Linked DNA regions of Anser cygnoides: all the other regions are linked to region 3. Evidence: chromatin contacts called from public Hi-C data. All regions are on one chromosome and are shown on one strand. The core of a region is the stretch at or near the end of the contact, and the rest is flanking DNA. Distances in the headings are between cores, read along the strand shown. Region 1 holds the start of GSTZ1 (glutathione S-transferase zeta 1). Region 2 holds the start of VASH1 (vasohibin 1). Region 3 holds the start of IRF2BPL (interferon regulatory factor 2 binding protein like).

Region 1 (4,286 bases), core at 1,398-3,897, 170 kb after region 3:
AGGTGAACACAAACACACACAAACTCTTTCCCTTCCTTCATGCTATATACCTACCAATTACAGGGGGTGCTGCAGTTACTGAATTGACTGAGATCATCAGAAAAAGATGAATGATCAAAGATATATCATTCAGAGAACAACAGCTGCTTACTCTGCTCTGTCTCTAGAGGTGTCAGTAACAATAGCCATTCTCTTTCTAGACCGCACCAGGTATCCATAAAAACATGTCAAGTAGACACATTACACATCCATCACACTCAACTCATTTTAACAAGATATTACCATATGAAATCTAAGAATAGAATATATTGTATCTTACATCTTTAGCAGACCAACATCACCTCCTCTTCTCAAATGAGAGCGAGGGTAGTTGGAGGAGGAAGAACAAATCAACACAAAAGAAAGTAGCATCACAATAAAATTCTCCCTCTTTAGCACTTCTCCCACTTTAGACTCGGGGAAACATAGAACTACGAATTGCTGGAGACTTGGAAAGTAAACCAAGAAAATACACCTTCCCGTTTTCATCCTTCTTTCTAGGCACCAGCAACTGGCAACTTTCTTCTTTTGACTTATCTGCTGCCAGGTTTATGGCTCTATCTCTTCGTAGCTAACAGCAGAGCCATGGTTTCAGGTAGAATACCACTGAATAGTAATTCCTCCCATCAGCTCATTCAGCTCAGCATCAGTGGCGGTGGCAGCAAATGATCCTGGCTTTCTTGAAATCCTTGGCTCTCAGCCAGCAGGGACTCCAGCAGAACAGCCAGCACGACAGGGTAAGCAGAAGCCCAAGCTCAGCAACAATCCCTTTGTAGGACAGGCAATATACCCCTCCCACTCGGGAGTCTAGTCCCTCTAATTAGCAGCAAGAGATTCCCTCAAGAATCACCTCTCTTCTTCACCTGGCCTCTCACAGCCAGACATCAGGACTTATTCACAATACAACCACCAACACTTTTCTAAGGAGCTTAGAGACAAGGCACAAGGCTAGAGAGACCTCTGACCTAATCCACTAAAGCTGCTCTTAAGACATAATACTCTTACTGAAAAGCACAGGAGAGCTAAAAAGCTTGATACTAGCCTGTAACGCCTTACCCCTCTCATTCCCATGTAGTTGTGCTGCTCATATCTGTCCCCTGGCTTTTGGAATGGAAATGTGCCATCATATCCACTAAGGTAGCCAGCAAGTCCAATTAGCATCTGAAAAGGAAAAAAAAAGTGGAAAAAATGGTCAGGGAAATCACACTGGAGGGAGAATCCAAGCCAGCAGCTGGTAAGATTTTGATACAAGGCCAGTCTGATTCACAGGATAACAACTTAATTCTGACACACCTCCGAACAACATCTTCTGTACAGAATTCATATGCATCCATATTGCCCTTACCTAAAAGCAACATCAGAAGGGATCATAAGGACTTTAGCTGACTATAAGTACATCTGCAGGCTCAAGAGAAGTAACCAACCACGGGATTTATCAGAGAGAATTCTGTCTCTGTAGATTCCCCCCTAGCTCCCTATTCCCACAGTTTAAGGAGGCTCAGACTGGAAGAAAGACAATCTGAGGTAGAAGTGATACATCAACATCACAACACAAAACTTCCTTTACTGCTACAACAAGTTCTTCCATTGCCAAATAGCAACTCAAGGCTCTCAAGGTCCTTTGTGGTAAGCATCTGATTTGCACACAAGCTGTCAGAAACTGGTTGGTTCCTCTGATCTGTAAGCTCTGATTAGACACACCCTCTAGACCACATAGGTCTCACCTTCATTTTTTAACTTCCATCTGCTCAAGCCTTTCAAATACCCAACGGGCAACGCTGTTTTGCTTTCCCATGCTCAAAGCGTTTTCACAGAGAAGAAAAGCTGCAAGCTGAAACTCTGAATACAAAATGCAAATACCACGATGCCAACAACAGCTAGGAGAGGTATTGATGTTTACCACATCATTTGACCAGGAGGAAGGGAAGACTTGTGTCGGCCCATTCCCGTGACTTCTGAAACACAACGGCAGAGCAGTTTACCTTCCCCAGAGGAGGATGGACATCAAAGAAGAAGGTCCGATTAATGTAGTAACTTCCCATCTTCCCAAAATGGGTTTCATCCCAACTGGAAAAGATCAACACAAAGCACAACCTACTACAACGCTGAGGATGGTAAAGATCCAGGAAGATGTTTTTCCTCATGTTTTTTATCTTACAAGGGGTTATTGCCAGGCAGTCTACATGGGACAATTCATTCCAGGTCCCCGTACCTCGGGGACCCCCAACCCGCCACCCCGGCACGCTGTCCCCTCACTACCCCACCGTCCGTGCCCGTGGAGCCGTGCAGGGCGCTCTGTGGCCGCCAGGCCCCGCCGCCAGCCCGGGCACCGCTCCGCACCGGCCGCGCCCGTACCAGACGTGCGGCGGCTCCGGCAGGCGGTGGAAGCGGGAGGCGAAGCTGAGGAGGGTGACGAGGGCCAGCGCTGCCCGCGACCCCGCCGGGGCGGCCGGCGGCCGAGCCTCGGGCGGAGCGGGAGCGGGGGAGGCGGCCCGCGGGGAGGGCCCCGGCGGCCGGCGGCAGCCCCGGGAGCGCAGCGGGCCCGGCCCGGCCCGGCCGCCCCCCGCCGGCGGCATGGCGGGGGCTCGGCGGGACGCAGCGGCAGGGCGGCCCCACGGCGGCACGGCAAATGGAGGCGGGCGGGCGGGCGCGGGGCACGCCGGGAGTTGTAGGCCTCGGGCCCGCAGCGATGAGCTCGGCGGCAGCCAAGGTACCGGGCCTCGGGGCGCGGGGACCGGCCCCGGCGCGATGGGGGGGGGCGGTTCTCGTCTCTTTCTCGTCTTTTCTGCAGAAATTCTGCACGTGGCTTCAGTTTCCTCAGTTTGATTCCCAGGGCTGTATTTTTGCCTTGGTAACTGCTGAGAGCCTGCCAGTCTCTCCAGCTGCCTTATTTATTCCGAACAAAAAGCTAGAGGCAGAAGCCAGGTTCCTAAATGCCTTCCTGACCTCAAAGCGTGTTGGTGAGTTCTGACACCAGGGCTGGAGCTGCAGCAGGGCCCGTGGGGACGCACATACAGCTGGCTGCAATTCAAAGGCTTGAACCTGCCTGGCTGTGCTTGTGTGTCCGGGGCACAGATCTGGGGGCATGGTCCTGTTCTCATTGGCTTTAGGAGATAAGCTTTCCCCCACCCTAGCTGAGTTAAAAGGGAAAGGCAAGAGGTGATTTTTATTTCCTGGAGCAGATTGCACGCAGTGACCATGGCATCAGAAAAGGTGAGAGCTTGGGTGGGGTGAAAGCACCTGGGAGAGCTGCCTTGGTGCTGGCATTCAGGTGAAGGTGAGGTGTCTGCCCCCTTAGCGCTCATCTCGAACAGCAGGAGCTCCTCTCGTTTGGAAAGAGGTCTGGCCCTGCCCTCCTTGGCTGGAAAAGCTATTTTATGCCACTCAAATACCCAGTGCAGGTGCTTGGCAAAATCAGTGGGGAATTTGCTTCAAGAATCCATGACAGCATAGAAGTCAGCAGCATCTGGTAGGAGCAAAGAGGGAAACTTTGTAGGGGATAATTTTAAGATTGCTTGTGCGTTCTTGAAAACAGATAAAACTAATTAGAGAGCCAGCGTGAAAAACAGTGGCACTACCTGTACACCCGGAACAGGAACACTCGCTTCCAGAAAGGCACCCTCTCCTCCGGCAAAACTTGCTCTGCTGTATCTTAAACTTCCTGAAATGCACTGTCCTTCTTAAAATACTATTTTATTCCCACCATATAACTACTTTATCTTTCTCTTCTCAGCCGATACTTTATGGTTATTTCCGAAGTTCCTGTTCATGGAGAGTGAGAATTGGTAAGTTCCAGTTTTACTGCAGCATCCTCCCCTTCACTAACTGAATTAATTGGTCACTTATTAAGAAAGAGATCAGCAAACATGAACCTGGGACAGTGACATTGCATTTTCTCCACCTTCTCTAGAGTGGGAAGGAACACCACAGCGTACCTGGAGCTGGGGGAAGGGATAGGAGCAGACGGGAGGATTTCCACTTAGCAGAGAATTGAGAATATCTCCTGTAGCCATCTGACATTCAAGAGGCAGTGGGAAGTGGGAGGGGAGTACATGGTTTGTGCAAACTTCTCCCCAGCTTTCCGAACCAGAGGGCAGAAGCAGCAGCAGTTCCTTGCCTGTGGACAAGCCCTGCTTGACGTGGGCTTTGGAGGATCTTTCCCTTCACTTGGTATTTTTTGGAGATTTGTCTGTGCAGCTAGTTAGAGAGAATTACTCTTTTTGTAAAGCTAACGTGATGCAGATGGC
Region 2 (4,823 bases), core at 1,504-4,003, 160 kb before region 3:
CAGTCCCCGGTTGTCGCAGCCACAATAATCTGCTGCCAGCAACGAGAGACAGCGTTTATCATCCATTACACAGCCTGTGCCACAGGTAACAACATTCACGGACAAGGAAATGTCAGCTGAGGAGACAAGGCAGCGACATCTCTGTCCTCTGCTGTCACCCCACGCGCGGTCAGTCCACACTGCAGGGACCAGCTCACTCAGCACAGCTGGGCTCTGTTCTTTCCCAACTAAACAAAGCATAGTGCTATGTTATTACCTTAAAATACTGATCTCCTGCTGTCACAATGTTATTTAAGTGATGGCCAGAAGGGAGGGACGCTGCCTAATAATTAACTAAGACAAACTGAAACAAAAAATCCCCTGATCAGCCTTATTTTGAGGCTTGCTGATGATTATAAGCTACATTTCCTCTGAGTGTGCATTTCAAGGCATTAAAGATACATGGATAGTATTTCACTTCTATTATAACACATCATTTTAATTCTTAAGAATAACTCTTTTAAGATTAATTCTTTAATTCTTAAGAATAATTCTTAATGGGCCACAAATGTTAACTAATCTTAAATATATATATATATATCTGGATGCAAGTCAGGGTTATTAGCATTTCCCTCTGACAGAGGGAAAAGCTGAAGTACAGAGGGCAATGAGAATGACCAACCATGAATAAGTGACGGAGTTCAAAATTGAAGCCAGCATCCTTGCTTCTATGGTAGCTGTGCTTAAATTTCAGCCAGGGGAGGCAACGCAGCTCCAACAGAAGCATTTAAAAGCTTTGCGCTATCCTTTCCCCAGTGCTGTCACTGGATGTACACCTGCCACTCCACCAAAATGCAGGTGCTGCCCCCCAGTATGGCACTGCACTGCCATCTCATGCTGAGCACACTTCTGGTCCTGTGTCTGGAGCGGAGCTGGGGGAGGAAGGGGTCCTGGAATGGACATGGTGAACTGGGCGGACAAAACATGTCTGCTCAGGGGCTGTAGTGGCTCCTGCCACAGGCTCTACAGCCTCTTAATATAAGGAGTCAACATCCACCAGTCTCCACTTGCACACAGGAAAAAGGCAAAGACAACTGTAACAACACTAGAAATCTTACTGAGGTGATAAATGAGCACTGCTCAAAGTCCCCACACAATAGAAAATCCTTACTCAGAGAAGACGCGTTAAGTATTATTGAAGTCAATGTAGGTTGCATGAAGCAATACTGGTTGTCTGTTTTGGAAGGCTGAAGGAAGGAAGGATGCAGGGGCATGGATTTAGCTTAATTTTCCTGAGAGAAAAATCACTTTTTGGCAATTTGGGCAATGCTGAGTTCAAAACAGATGCTGCATTCAAGTGTTGTGCCCTCAGAAATAATCTCATGTGAACATCTGCCCACAGAACGTTACAGGAAAAGTGGCATTTCACTCTGAAATCCTCTGGCAGTCTCCATAAAGGTTATACCCAGTTCTCAGGACTTCAGATCCCACAGCAACCATCCCCAGGATGTATTTCCCTCCTTCCCGATCCTGCTGCCAAACAACAGCCCTTTGTGTGGATTGCTAAACGCGAACATTTCAAGATGCCCTTTAGCAGGTTCCTCAACAGCTGACACATTACTGTGTATGTGCTTCTTTTACTTGGCGTTCAAGTTACAAAACATCTTTATGCTAGAGCTTCCATAAATGCATTAATGACATGTGGGACATTAACATGACATGGGTGGAGAGGAAACATGGCTAGCAGTCCTGCCCATGCCATGGCTGGGCTCTGCAAGAGGGGGACAGAGTGGTGCTGGCAGCACGTGGGACAAGGAGGGGCTCCCTCATCTCCTGCATTTTGCAGAGACCCCTCTGACCGATGTTTTGCCATGCCGCGGGAGGGCTGAAACAGAGAACCAGGTCGTGAAGTCAAGGCAAAGCACCTGTACATTTGCCTGCGGTGCTCCTCCAGACTGTATAAGGATGAATTTTGGCTCTTCACAGGCAGAAACATCCTACAGGGGCCTCCTTTGAGAGGGACGGGGTTCCCACAGCACGCCCGGAGGTGGGCTGTTGGGTCCCCACCAGGAGAGCCCTTCCCTCACTGCCTCTCCATCCCTCGGCCTGGGCTACCGTAAGCCAGAAGCACCCCAGCTCCCCTCTCCGCCACCCACAGGACCCTACCTGGCGGCCCCACCCCGACTGCCGCGTCCTCCAAGCCCACCTCCATGAGGAGATCCATGAGGAGACGCCTCCCCCTCACCCGCGCGAACCCCCCCCCCCCCCGCCCGCCGAGGGCCCCGCCGGCTCCATCCCCGCCGCTAACGGCCGGGGCCGCCCCTGCCGGCGACCGTTAAACGGCCGCTGCCCAGCGCCGCCCCCCCGCCGGCGCCGCCCCCAGCGGCTCCATCGCCGCCCGTTATCGCCCGGCCCAGCCGGGCCCGGCCTTATCGCCCCCGGGCAGCGGCGGCAGCAGCCCGGCCGGCCCCGAGAGCTGCTGCCGGGGGCGGAGCGGGGCTGGGCGGAGCGGGGCCGGTCCCTGCCCGGCCCCGGCGGGGCGCGGCGGCTTTGTTACCCCGCATGCAGCGGCAGCACCGGCCGGGGGGGCGGCCGCTGTCTCCGCCCGCCCCGCGGCGCGCTCGGGAGGCGGCGCGGCGGGGGCGCCCCGGCGGCAGGCCCGGCCCCCTCCGCCCCCAGCCCCGCCGCGGCCCGATGCGAGCGGGCGGCCGGCAGCGGCTCCCGGCGCCGCCCCGCCGAGCCCCCGCGTTGTGATCCGCCCGGCGGCGAGGCAGCGCCGGGGGAGGTGCCGGCCCCGGCCCCCCGGCCGGGCCATGCGGGGCGCGGCCCCCGGCGGGCCGGCGGCGGGCGGCGGGCGCTGAGAGCGGGCGGCGGCGATGCCGATGCCGATGCCGGGGGGCGGCGGGGCCGCGGCCGCCGCCAGGCGCCCCCCGGCCGGCGAAGCGGCGGCGGCGGCGGCGCGGGAGGAGGAGCAGGAGGAGGAGGGCGAGGAGGATCTGCGCGACGGCGGCGTGCCGTTCTTCGTGAACCGCGGCGGGCTGCCGGTGGACGAGCCCACCTGGGAGCGGATGTGGCGGCATGTGGCCAGGATCCACCCCGAAGGCGAGCGGGTGGCGCAGAGGATCCGGGGCGCCGCCGACCTGCCCAAGGTGAGAGCCCGCGGGGACCCCCAGGCGGCGGCCGGCCCGGCCCGGGCCCCGCCGGGCGCACGAAGGGAGCAGAGGCTCGGGGCAGGGCCCCGGGGGGCTCCCGCGGGCGGTGACCGGGGCCCTGCGGGGCCGTGCCCTGCCCCACGGGGCTGTGTGCTAACGGAGCAGCCGCCTGTCGTGGGGCCTGGCCGTCAGGTAGCGCGGGGGGCCGGCTAGGTGATGAGGGAGTGAGGCTCGAGTCCAGATCCTCGAGGTGAGAAGGGAGGTGAGGCGTTGAACCAGATGAACCCGGGTTTGGGAGCCGTTTGCAGGCGGAATTCTTGCACAGAACCGTGTCTGTGGGAAAAGGGACCCTTCACGGCCAGGAGTTGTAAGAGGAGTTATCTAACACTCACAGAGCCTGTTGCTGGTGTAGGGCCAGATGTGGTTTCCGAGCGTATCCCTGGCCCTGCTGCGGAGAACTCTATGAAAAGAGGAACCGATGGTCGTTTCTCCCACCCTTGTGCCGGACTGAATCATTTGCATGTGAATGCTTACGATAGCTGCTGTCTGCTGTTGCACCTCAGCTGGAGCAAAAGCTCCCCTTTCCATTGGCATCCTGTGAACAAAAGGCACTGCAAACACTTGGTGTGTCACTCCATTGACCAGCTAGGGGAGTATCCCCATCATGCTATTAGAGGAAATTCAAATACAAAAGGATGAAGGATTTTCTGCTCAGGCTTTTTATTGCAAGGACTTAAATCCCTGGGATGGAAAACTGAAGTAAGCAAAACCATGCTGTTATACAGCGCACAGGCAATCAGTACCGCTTTCCACGAGGAACTCTGGAGAAGTGTGTGATCCGAGTTCCTTTGTGCTGTGCAGTTATGTGGCAGCACCCAGAACAAATCTTGAACCCTGATTATGGTCCCTCTTCTAACCCCACAAGACTTTTCTTTCCCTTTCAGATTTCCTTCTCCTCAGACTGTACTGAACCTGGGTGAAGGCTGAAAGCATGTTTCTGAGCAGTCAGAACATGCAGTACTTAATTTCCTGACCAAAAGGGCTGGTTTGGTAGGGGAAAGGGAAGAAAGAAGCTCACAAACAAGCGAATGGTGCATGAGGGGAGGGAAGTACTGTGTTCAGTCTCTGCTTTGGGTCTTAATGTGAAGTACTTCTGCTTTTGTTCTCACTTAGCTGTCTTATACAGTCTTAGTGCCAGATAGTTACGGTTAGGGGACGTAAGCAGTATGAGCTCCTCTGGAATAATATGACATTAGTCTGTCCATTTTTGTGTGTGTGTATCTGCTAGCACCTCTGGGATCTAGATCTATGAACTCTAGTCGGTGCTCTGCAATCTGAGATGCCATGCCCGAGCTCACCAGGCGTACAGATGAGAGGATGCTGGGATGCAGGAAACAGCTAGGATGAATGAGCTGTTATCCTAGCTCCTTTCCCCCTCTAGGGGTGTATTTTTATCTTTGAGGTTTGCTTATATCACTATGCATCTCTGTGCCATTAAGTTTCTTTGCATGGCTGATGCAACAGATGAGAATTAGAGCAGTGAGTGTACTCTGCAGGGCCAGCTCCTCTGAAAGGCTGAACACTCTCCACATGCTAGAAGGCAAATACGTCTTTAGGTGTTGGAGTCAGACTGTGGTTTGCCTAGTTCCAAATTTTTGCCTTGAAGAGTGGCCAGTATTGGCTGTTGGGGAA
Region 3 (4,458 bases), core at 1,776-4,275:
ATATAGAAACATACGACGAAAATAATGTCTATACATAAGACTAACTTTTGCAGTTTGTTATATTCACAATTCTACATCTTCAGGAGTCTGAAGGGATTGGATTTCCTATTCAAGGGTCTCTCTCCTTTTTCACTTTAACGTCCCCAGCTAAAATGGTAGCGATCTCGCCCTGCATGAAGGCCCAAGGCACATTGGAACCTACCAGGGGGCATTTCTCTCCGCTGGGGCAGTAGACCTCGCCCGTCGCCCCTTGGGCCTTGATGCTCTCTCTGGAACAAGGGAAGCAGAACTTGTGGCTGGGCACAGAGGGGCACTGAACAAAGTGGGTGTCCTCCAAGCGTTCGTGGCAAATGGTGCAGCACAGGGGCCCGCTGTTGGCCATGGGGGAGTCCGGAATGTTTTGGGGGTGCACTTGGTCCATGGCGGGGTGGGCGCTGGGGGGAGGAGGGGCCACTTGCAGGTTCATGTCCCCGTTGCGGGAAGCCAGGCGGCGCTGGCCCGGCACGGAGGCCGGCGACACGGGGCTGCTGCTGTTCCTGCGGGTGGACGTGGTGGAGTGCACCGAGCTGCCGTCCTTGGGCGAGTGGGCATTGCCCAGCGTGTCGGCCACCGACATGAGCGCGGCCATGGGGGACTGTCCGTTCTGGGGGGCGGACTCGGGCGGCGTGGTCCGGTTGGAGTGGGGCCCGAGGGGCGGCGGCGGTGGCGGCGGGGGGCCCCCGCCGTGCACCGCCCCGAAGCCCCCGGCCGACATGGTGAGCTTGAGCGCTTCGCTCTGGCTGGCCATCCACTGCTGCCGCTGCTGCTCGTCGCTCAGCTTCAGGGCCCCCTCGGCCGAGTCCGAGGGCTCAGGAGACGCCTTCCTCTTGCGCATGGCCCCGCCACCGCCACCACCACCTCCGCCTGGGCCCCTGGAGGCGGCGGCTGTGCCCTGAGCCCCGCCAGCCCCAGCCCCGGGTCGCGGAAGGCTTACCAGGGCCGTGGGCAGCATGGGGCAGCTGGCGTCCAGGTAGGGCTGTGGCAGCATGTCCGCACCCACCAGCTCCTTGAAGAAGCGCACCGACTCGGGCAGCAGGTCCCCCAACAGCCGCCAGTCTCCAGAGCCGTGCTTCTTCTCATACTCCAGGTACTTGAAGCCCGAGGAGAGGCCGCGGCCGAAGTCCTTCATGCAGTCCTGGTACATCTGCTTGGCCACGCCAGAGGCGCTGGAGAAGACGGTGCCGGAGCCGCTGGGGTACTCGATGAAGAGCTTCAGCTCATAGTCCATGCCCGGCTTGGAGACGGCGTCGAAGGCAAAGACGCGGCCGAGCAGGGCGTGATCCTTCTTGAAGCGCACCTCGTAGGGGGTGCAGCCGGCCAGCGTCAGCAGCGTGTCCCGCACGATCTTGGGCTTGCTGGCCCACTCCTCGGCCCGGTTCCGCAGGCTCTCGCTCAGCTCGGCCAGCGCCTCGGCGTTGCGCTGCTTCTCCTTCAGCTCCCGCTCTTGGTCACTGCTGGACACCGAGCCCGGCCGCTTGCCGCAGGCCTCCGACGAGGAGCCGCCGCTGCCCCCAGCACCGCTGCTGCCACCGCCGCAGGTGCCCCCCTGGGAGGAAGCAGAGGGGGCCGGGGGCCCGCCGCCGCCACGGCCACCCAGACCCCCGTGCGGTGGGGGCAGCGCCACGCCGGAGGCGGCGGGCCCGTTGAGCAGGGTCTGTGGCAGCAGGTTGGGAGGCACGTTCAGCTGGGCGCCGGCAGCCCCCGGGGGCAGGCCGGACACCAGCCCGCCGTGCGTGCCGCGGCGGGAGGAGGAGGAGGACGACGAGGAGTTGGGGCTCTGCCGGTTGAGCTCCGGGGGCCCGTCCTCGGGCGGCTTGGGGAAGCCGTTGGGGCCCCCCAGCCCGTTGGGCAGGCGGGCTCCGTGGCTGCCGCCCAGGCTGCCGGGCGGCGGCGGGTACTCGAAGCGGCTGCGCTGCTCGGCCGCCGCGGCGCTGAGCCCGTAGCGATCCAGGCTGGACTGGGCGAGCCCCGCCGAGGCCGCCTTGGAGGAGGCGTCCACATGGTTGAGCTGCTGCTGGGCCGCCGCCGCCGCCGCCGCCGCTTCCTTGGCGGAGAGGGGCACTGCCTTGACGCCGACCGGCGGCGGGGGCCCCGGGGAGCGGCCGTCCTGGAAGCAGCCGTGCGCCCGCTTCAGCTGCCGGGCCGTCTCGATGACGAACTCGATGCGGTCGGCGCCCTCGTAGTTGACGCAGCCCCGGCACACGGGCTCGGTGAAGTCCCAGATCATGGCCCAGGGCATGCGGGGCAGGTCGCACAGGTAGCACGACTGCCGCCGGGACGACGACACCTGCGCGGCGGACATGGTGCCGCTGGCCGGGGCGCTGCTGCCGCTGCCGCCGGCGAAGGGGCTGGCTCGCTCGTCCCCCCCGGGCTGCGGCGGGGGGGGGGGCTCCGTACCTGCTCCCGGTGCCCCTGGCGGCGCTGGAAGGGACGGAGGGGGGGGCGGCGGGGGGCTCGCCCGCTCCGAACCGGCTCCCGCCGCCGCCTCGGTCGGCTTCTCCCGCCGGGTCCCGCCGCCGGGCTGGGGAAGGGCTCGGCCGGCTCCTCCGGGGGGCTGGGTTGGGCTGGGCTGGGGGGCGCCTTCCAGCCGCGGCTGCTTCCCTGCGCTCTCTAGCTCTCCGCCGCCGCTGCTCCTCCTCCGGGAGGAGGCGGAGGGAGGCGGGGGGGGGTCACCTTCCACCCGCCGCGGCTGCCCGGCGAGCTCGCGGTCCGCCGGCTGCCGAGCGCTGCGGCTGCTCGGGCGGCTCCTCCTGGTCCGAGCGCCGACCCGGGGCGGGGGCGGCCGGGGGGCAGCGGCGGCAGCAGCGTGCCGGGCGGCGCCGCCTGCTCCGCACTCACATCCTCGCCGCTGCTCGCGGTCCGAGCGCGGGGTGCTGCTGCTGCGCGCCGCCGCGTGTGCCTGCGCGCCCCCTCCTCCGCGCCGCGCTCCCCCCGCGCCGCCCTCCTCCCCCCTTCTTCCTCCTCCTCCTCCTCCTCCTCCTCCTCCCCGCCGCTCTCCCGGCTCGGCTGCACCCGGGCGGGGCCCCCGCGTCAGCGCCGAGCGCCCGCCCCCCGCTCCCTTCCCCCCGGCCCACTTGTTGCGCGGGGCGCGTGCCCGCCGTGCGCGCCCCCGCCTCTCCGCGCCGGGGCAGCACGTGCACGGCCCCGCCGGCGTGCCTCTGTGTGTGTGTGGGGGGGGGGGGTGTCCCCCCCCGGCCGGGCGGGGTCTGTCTGAGCGGCGGGGGGACACAGGGTTTCCCCGGCGCTGTGCGCGCACACGGCTTCCCCCCCCCCCTTTTAAATGGCTCCTTTAACCCCCCCCCCCCGGCAGCCCCGCTCCAAAAACAAAAGGCGCAGCCTTCCTCCTCCTCCTCCCCCTCCCCCCCCCCCCCCCCCAGCCGCAGCCGCCGCCCTGCGGGGCGGCCCGGCCTGGCACGGGGCTGCCGTTGCGTCACGGGCGCGCCCCCGAGCTGGCACGGGGCCGCGCGCGCCGTGCACGCCCTGCGCGCGCCGCCGCCGCCTCCCCGCCGTAGCGGCTGCGCCGCGCCTCCGCTGCCGGCCGCGGCGCCCCCCGGGGCGCTCCGGCGGTGGCGGCCGGGCAGGGGCCGGCGGGGCCCCGCAGCACCCCCGCGGGCCGGGCCGGCCTCGGTGGGTTGTAAAACCCCGAGGGCTTTGAGGGGAGGGCGGTGAGAGGCGCGCGGCGAGGTGGTAGAGGGGCAGGCGCTGCTACGGCGCAGCTCAGAGACCGGCCCTGAGAAAGCCGTTTACTCTTGCGGGAGGCTTGGGGAAGCAGCGAGCAGGGAGAGACAATGCTCGGAGTTAGCCGAGGGCCCGCCGTGGGTGAGGAAGAGGAGCGAAGGAGGGGGATTTCGCAGCGACACCCCGGCTGCGGGCATCACGGAGGCGCCTCTGGCCAGGTGAAGGCTGGCCAAGGAAACGCCTTCGCTTCCAGCCACAGCGACCTAGCCGCGGCTGCAGGATTTCTGCGCCGGGTGGCTTGACCTGACCAAGCAGGCACATGCTCGCTGTGGTCCACAGGGGAAGGTCAACTCCTCTCACTGCCCTGCGTTGAGCTTCATGGGAGAAGCAGAAGTGGGCTGTGGAAAAGGACAGCCCTGCTCTAAAAACTCGGGTTGCGAGAGCCGGGGCTTCGTCCTGAGCGCCGGGAGTGCGGGGTCGCACAACATCCCATCCCACCTGCGTTTCAGTCCGCGGGTTGCACAAACCCAGCAAACGACAAGGAGCTCTGTGTGCTCCGGCCGCCCCTCACGCTGGCTCCTCGCTCCACTGAATCCTCCTGCAAGAAAGCCCTTTTTTGGTAACACTCACCTCACAGGAACAGACTTCTTGGCTCACAAGAGCAGTCTTTATAGTGGGTGTAAATAATAATCACCTTAGATATAATCTAGCCTCAGCAAACCATTTACAGGTGCTGTCAAC

What was found. Hi-C and Micro-C count contacts between places; a contact is called where the count stands out from the background.
Region 1: a contact with region 3 is called in a Hi-C map of liver, with 2.0 times the contacts expected there. The contact joins the promoter of GSTZ1 here to the promoter of IRF2BPL in region 3. A contact is called at or near these places in 2 of 7 Hi-C or Micro-C datasets (both in liver).
Region 2: a contact with region 3 is called in a Hi-C map of liver, with 2.0 times the contacts expected there. The contact joins the promoter of VASH1 here to the promoter of IRF2BPL in region 3. A contact is called at or near these places in 2 of 7 Hi-C or Micro-C datasets (both in liver).

The regions. Positions count from the first base shown.
Region 1 is chr5:43,672,722-43,677,007 of Taihu_goose_T2T_genome, forward strand. GSTZ1 (glutathione S-transferase zeta 1) reads left to right here and starts at 2,648. Exons shown (of 10, transcript XM_066998151.1): 1 at 2,648-2,749; 2 at 3,773-3,824. The coding sequence starts at 2,669. It overlaps POMT2 (protein O-mannosyltransferase 2), which reads right to left and starts at 2,643. Exons shown (of 21, transcript XM_066998141.1): 1 at 2,395-2,643; 2 at 2,022-2,106; 3 at 1,096-1,200. The coding sequence starts at 2,615.
Region 2 is chr5:43,346,261-43,351,083 of Taihu_goose_T2T_genome, forward strand. VASH1 (vasohibin 1) reads left to right here and starts at 2,754. Exons shown (of 7, transcript XM_048059755.2): 1 at 2,754-3,128. The coding sequence starts at 2,856.
Region 3 is chr5:43,503,940-43,508,397 of Taihu_goose_T2T_genome, forward strand. It overlaps IRF2BPL (interferon regulatory factor 2 binding protein like), which reads right to left and starts at 3,026. Exons shown (of 1, transcript XM_048059771.2): 1 at 1-3,026. The coding sequence starts at 2,341. The coding sequence ends at 110.